Linked DNA regions of Mus musculus: region 2 is linked to region 1. A link is a contact called in public Hi-C data. All regions are on one chromosome and are shown on one strand. Each heading gives the region's core, a stretch centred on a gene start, on an enhancer-like site or on the middle of the called end of the contact. The rest is flanking DNA. Distances are from core to core; before and after follow the strand shown.

Region 1 (3,347 bases), core at 356-2,855:
CAAGACTCTTCTTGGGCTGATTTTTGTCTTTGAGTCTACTGTGCTGGAAGTTACTATGGCCCACACCACAAACAAATGTTCTAGTTTACATATGTGGTTAGGTCATGCTAAAATGCAGATAAGAAGACAACCCAATAGAGTCTGGGGTGGGAGGTAGGGGGTATAAAAATTGTTCTCCCAAATTCTATTAGAAAAATGAAGCAACACCATAAGTAGACCATGTAATTTCCCATGTCTTCTGAATGGGGCAAGCCACCTGCCACCCAGCAGCACATCTGAGGCCCAGGAGATACAAAGCAACACAGCACATCCCAGGCCCCGGAGGTACAACAAAGCAACAGGCTCTGCTTGGGCTGCTCTGTGTCACAGCCTCCTAGGCATTATTACAGTGCAGTGTTTCATAAGCAACATGGATAACAAAGAATCATCTAAAGAAAGAACAGAGCATGTGGTTTAAAAAGCAATGTACAGCCACAGCTATAAGTGACAAGCATAACTTGACCTTGTTATGCTACAAAAATGTATTTGAAGATAAGTTCATACAAATATTTTTCTTCCTTTCTGCACAAAATTTTCTTGGTTTGTGTTACTCTTATTACCAAAGTTGGGAGGTGGGGAATCTTATTTCTTCCAAATAACCAAGCATATTGACATCACAGGCTTCTTTTGCTTGGCAGATTACTGAACAAACAAATATTTATTCTGAGTCACTCAGCTGTGATACATGGGGGGATTCACGACATGCTGTGTCTGGTGCCTGTTAAGCTCTTACAAGATAATTGGACTTTGGACCACCTAGAACACTGTGTTCAATGGAGAGCCAAATTTAAAAAATTCAAAAACATGGAATGAGCAGAATTTAATCAGTCACACCTCCATCAAATTGAGGCAGAAATAAATAAATGGGCAATAGAAAGGTGCAATAAAGCCAGGATTAATCAAACCGTGATTAATTCCGGATCAGATTAAAAACCAATAGTGCCAGCTGCATCAGTCTCGTCTGTGGCGTTCACCTCCCCTATTCCTTTCTAACACCACGCTTCCCCATCGTCTCAACCCACTCTGCTCTCACCCCTAGGGCACGTTCCCTGGATGGATAAACCTGCAGGAGAGTTAATTGTCACATACATGGATTTAATCACATTGTCCATCACATTTGGGGCCCTGCCTTCAGTGATCCGTGACTAATTGTTGTGGTAATTTTTCAATCATTAACAGCAGCACATATGCTGCAGACAAATCCCAAGGTGCCTAGTAAGCCCCAGTGACAAGCAGACCAGAGGCTCCAGAAGGATTGCCACACGCCAGCCCAGCCCCCAACCCCAATCCTATTAGTCATGCCTGCTTGTTAATATACACTTATCCCAAGGATATGTCAGGCTGCAGAGAGCTCCGAGGGCTCCAGCCTGCCTTATGACTTGCCCTGTTTTCAATCTAGATTCTGAAAAAGGAAGAGGAAAGGAAAGGAAATTAAAACTCCATGTGGGACAAGTAGCTGAGGCCCTATTCTGAATTCCACTTGCTTTTCACTCACTTTCACACAGGCTCCTGAGCTGTGGCAAGTGCCCTTTCTTTGAGTTTCAGCAGTATTAGCAATCTCCATGGCAACCACCAGTGTGCATCTGCTACACCAAACTGCAGCATCTCTGGCTCAATTCTCAAGTTGCCCTGGTGTCAGACGGGGCATGCCATGTGCACTGGTGGGACAAGACCCTGCCTTGGGGAATCTTTCAGCTGATTGAAGCCTGGCTCTAATCACCACATAATATGAGCGAACAAGATCACAGGGAATATAATCCGCCTGCACTAGGCAATAGGGGTCCAGAAATGCTATTTATTTTTTCATTTTCTTTTTCTTACGGGTCTTTGTTGGCTAAAAGCAAAGAGGCACTAGCTATCTAATAAAAAGGTTTAAATTTCAAGTAGGTGCCACAATGTTTCAAGTCACTGATTTGTTTAAACCCTATGTCTCAAACACCTTTCATTAAGGAAACTATTCAAGAGGAAATGCAAATTCCTGGGGTTTTCATTTGGGTCTTCTTAAGAAAATGGATGTTTTGCGCATTAGCCAGACTATGGAAAGGAAAGAGAAGGATTCACTGAGTTTCATTGAAATCTCACTCATTAGTATATGCGTTTTTATTCCTCCTGCAGAGTTTCAGGAAATTCCCTGTTTTACTCCGTTTTCCCAAGACTGAAATAAGACCTATTTTACTCTAAGGCACCTAGCTCCAGATCACAGAACAAGATCTTCGAAAAACTTAATTAATATGAACAATTCCTGCTTAGCTGCTCAAAAGAGAGATGGTTGCTATAGGCTCTGTTATCGTGAAAAGAGGGACCGAGCGCCCTCTGCTGCTGTGTCTAGGTAAGGCTCTCCAGTTTGGAAACCTCCCGCTGAGGTTCACTTCTGTTACAATGCACTCTTAGAAAACTCTAACTTAAAAGGCACTTACTGATCAGCAAGAGGAACAAGAGAGATCCAGATAACAACAATGAGGCTGCTGTAAATAGAACAGTCTTCTACACAGCCACTCACCAGTACCTTGGCTATTATTAGAAACAGCTCGAGAAAGAGCTTGGGAAAATTCAGAGTGCTGATTGCGTATCATAAGCACAAATTAAAGAATTAAAAAAGAAAAAATGAATCTGCCTTTGCACTCACAGTCTCTCATGTCTACACGAGCTCACTGATTAGTACATGTTTTAGAACACTCAGGTCAAAAGAAAAAACTTGTTATTTTAGATTTAAAGTCATAACCGTAGTTTTAGACTTTACTTTCAAATTTAGTTTGAACAAACACAAATTTGTATTTACACAGCGCTGTACAAAATAAACAGTACAGAAACATTTCACTTCTGAATCTCTAAGAACCTAATTATCATAAAAATAAAATTTCAGAGAAAAATACACTAAATATTACTTCTAATCCTCTTAAACAAATGAAGGCAATCTACATTTACAACTTAAAATACTAGCTCAGCTCTGAGTTCAAATTCACTCTAAAGAAAATGATTCAGAAATTGTGCTTCTGAAATTAATTCCTTCCATAATGCCTAAAAAAAATGACCACAATACAATAGATAATAGTCTAACTAAAGTTTAATGCACGGTGGATTCAAATTCCATGTCACAAACTACTCTGAGAGCTACAGATAACATTCTTAATATTTACAACTCAAGGTTAATGTCAATATCTCCCATGAATAAAATTAGAAATTAATTAAGAATTAATAGACAGGCCAGGAGTGCTAGCATGGCCTTCAGTCCAATTCTCTGATGGTAAACTTCAGTCTAACCTGAGTTTGAGGCCAACCTGATCTACAGAGTTTCAGGCCAGCGAGAT
Region 2 (3,347 bases), core at 337-2,836, 400 kb before region 1:
GTAGACATTCCAGCTGACTCCATTTTGGTCACAGAGTCTGATGACCCTTCTGGATGAGAACTGGCTTGTTTTCTTATTAGCAGCAAGAGTTGGTTTTTTGTTTTTGTTGTTTTCCAAGTAGTATCAATGACAATTGTTATTTGCTCACACATCAAGTGTCTTAGGACCTACCTGTGCTTAATAATACTTGTCATGTCATTACTAAATGGTCAGCAATTATGAAAAATCAAATTCAGAAGGGCACTAAACACACTCTATAGTTTCACAAGGGACCACTGTATGTTCTGTGGGTTATGAGGCAGAGAGTGGAGGAAGATGAGGTGGGTGACCTTCACCATGCAGATGTCCCAGATTGCCTCTAGTCGAGTCATGTTCCTGTATCCTTTGGGATAGCCTGGCACGAGTGCTTTTCCTTCTCAAAACTGTTTGAGAAGGAATGTAAAATCTCGAAGAACATCCTTTAGAAATTTTAGCACAATTTTTGACACTTAAAAAAAATCAAATTACAGGCAAAGTAACTGAGAGTAAAGAAATATCTTTATAGATAACCAAACTGTGCCATGTGCTGTTAGCTACAATCTTAAAATGATTGTCTTTTCCATTTAATAATTAACCTGTGATTTCTTCTTTAAATGAATTACATAAGTCTTGATTAACAAACTACAAAGAAGCCCGCCTGCTGTGTGGTTTCAAATGGATTGTGTAATCACAGACATTTGGAGTTTAACTACTCATTATGGTATTAAAGTAGGCAAAATGGGGTTATTTATATGATTTTGTTGTTTCATTTCCAAATGGCCAGGAAAGAGAAAGGGTTATAGATCTTTGTCATAAATAATGCACTGCAAGGTAAACAGAAGACATTTAAACAAAGATGAAGTTTACATGTTTTTCTACCAACCTATCAAATAAAAACAGCTGGCTAGATTGTTATCAAGTGTACCGGGTATGTTTGGGACAATGTGATTAAATAATGGCTGCATGGCATGAACTAAATTCCATCTGTACATTAGGAAGCACTGATGGAAACAAGCAGGCATTCTAACCAGCAGAAGCAGGTCAAATTAGCAGAACCTGTGACCAGCCATCAGAAGTGACATATTATATGTTATTAGGATGGACTGAATTGGAAAGGTTGAAAAGAAGTGATTTTACAGAAAAGTCCCAAATAAAAAAATCAGATGCGCCCTGATGTTGACGTTAATTTTCAGTGGGGACTGCTTCTCACCTGCGGGATCGGTGATGTGCTAGGTGACCAGCAGAGCGATTTATTGATTTCATGAATAACCAGGTTCCGCTGTTGGTATGAGGAAACCCTGCCAGACCAAATAAGTAAAAGGCAAACTGGCGAGAAACATCACTACATGACTCCTGTTTAATGTCATGTATTTTTCACATGCTATAAAGAATGAGGACCAGGAGGATGCCATGTCAGATCTTGTGAGGCATCTTTTGATGCATGTGTGTAGAGTAAGAGTAATGTTTATGTTCCTGATCAGTTTGTTTCTCATTACTTTCCTATGCTTCTGACTAACCACGTCCTGTTGTGCAAGTTACTGAATGATATCAGACTTGGACTGTGGGCCAGTGCAATCCCACAGCAATCACAGGAAAGGGACACAAGAAGATGTCTGTGCACTTGAGCAAGTACATATATTCCCTTGAGATGTGTCCATTTTTTTTCTTCTATGGTTTTAAAGTTTTATTTTTATTATTGTTGGTGTTTTAATTTATAGGCATATGTGTGTGCATTTATGTATGTATGTAACATGTTGAGTTTTTATGTGCAATGTACAACATGTGCATGTAAATGCCTGTTAAGGCCAGAAGATGGCATTGAGTTCCCTGGAACTGGAGTATAGATCATGAACTGACTGATGTAGGTTCTGGGAACCAAACCAGGGTCCTCTTCAAAAGCAGTCAGCCAGAGCTCTTAACCACTGACCCATCTCTCCAGCCCCTCTTCTGTGGTCTTAATAACATACTTATTTATTCATATAAGGAATATGTTTCATGTATCCAAACACTGAATAGCTAAACCACATTGTTAAAGTTCAGCTTCTCAACCTCTCACCTAGTGCCCCTCCCACCACCATGCATGTGGCTTCCAGCAAGAAACATACTATGTACATTTAAACAAAAATGCATTTGTAGTTCCTTTGTTAATTGCATTTCTTACAGTTTGAAGATCAATCTACATCAGTAGACCTGCAGATCTACAAAAAGAGATGGTTCATTCTCTTTAATGTCTGCAACTCAATTTGATTAGGCCTCTCTGATTAACTCATAGAGTGGTTAACTCAGAAAGAGGTACCCTGTGCCTGTTACTGAGATGTTCGTCTAACAGTCTATTATTTATGAGAGCAGGCATTTAAGTAGGGCATTATCCATGCTGTGCAATTCCGTTTAAGTTTCCGTTTTCCTTGTTTCCTTGCTAATTAGCTTACCAGTCATCATGAGCTTACCCATCATCATGTTTCCTTCTGACTTTTTTTCCATACATTTTTAGATTTTATTCATCCCCTTCATCTCCAGCTTTCCATCAGTTTCCTGCCCATCCTTCCTGCTAAACATCCCCTGCCCCTGTTAGATTCAGTAGAATACAGAACTATGCTAAGATGACCAAGTCCAAAAATGTCTGGAATAATAACCACAGCTAACATGTGCGATGAATTCTATGAGCCAGGCAATGCTCAAACATTTTTATTGGACTGATCATTTAATCCTTACAACCACTCAAAGAGCTGGAGCCCATTGCTTTCCTGCTTTTGTAGATAGGGAAACTGAAGCTCATTAAGAATGCTCAAATGTTGAGTGGCAGAATTGGGATTTGATTCCAAAGTCTGCCATTCAGAGAGGACTAAGAGAAAGACAGAATTGGGACAAAATGTCACATGTCTGTGAAGCCTTTGAAGTGTTTCCTGCTTGGGCAGACTCACCACTGTTTGGTTATCTAGCTGTAAGCGGCCTTGACTTGAAGAAGGGGGGATGTGACTCAGCTGACAGGTGGACTTGGGTGCACCCTGTCTTTGGTTTGCATAAAACTCATCCACAAACTGTATATGAGAGAACTTGTCTTGTGCTCTGACAATTGGTGTAATTTTTCTTTGGATTGGTGTAATTCCAAATATGCATTGAAGGAGTCACTTTTTCTTGTCTACTCTGTGATAGGCAGGAAGCTGGGCACCATTCTCCCAGCCAGATATTGTGTTACCTGTGAGCACCCACTGCAATGGCTGCTTAAACATCCTGTGTTCCTCCAATAGAGCCTTGGACACTGGAACACCCTACCTAGTGATGCACCACTACCATTCTTTTTTGATAACACAGTTATCCCTAACCCAGGT

What was found. Hi-C and Micro-C count contacts between places; a contact is called where the count stands out from the background.
Region 2: a contact with region 1 is called in a Hi-C map of the N1E-115 cell line, with 10 times the contacts expected there. The contact joins two enhancer-like sites. A contact is called at or near these places in 1 of 15 datasets of contacts at CTCF or cohesin (the NIH/3T3 cell line), 5 of 484 Hi-C or Micro-C datasets (the N1E-115 cell line, cerebral cortex, embryonic stem cells and 2 more), 2 of 115 datasets of contacts at active chromatin or transcription factors (the NIH/3T3 cell line and embryonic basal ganglia) and 1 of 9 other capture datasets (embryonic stem cells).

Annotation. Positions count from the first base shown.
Region 1 is chr13:36,281,274-36,284,620 of GRCm38.p6, reverse strand. All of the region lies in intron 4 of Fars2 (phenylalanine-tRNA synthetase 2 (mitochondrial)), which reads right to left. Among named protein-coding and RNA genes, the nearest start is that of Gm40912, 75 kb to the right of the region's middle. Within about 2 kb of position 1,605, at least 85 of the 459 cell types and tissues checked have an H3K27ac peak or open chromatin away from gene starts, as enhancers often do. A contact at or near this core is called in the N1E-115 cell line, where this site is marked.
Region 2 is chr13:36,679,105-36,682,451 of GRCm38.p6, reverse strand. No RefSeq gene overlaps it. Among named protein-coding and RNA genes, the nearest start is that of Gm26395, 26 kb to the right of the region's middle. Within about 2 kb of position 1,586, at least 4 of the 459 cell types and tissues checked have an H3K27ac peak or open chromatin away from gene starts, as enhancers often do. A contact at or near this core is called in the N1E-115 cell line, where this site is marked.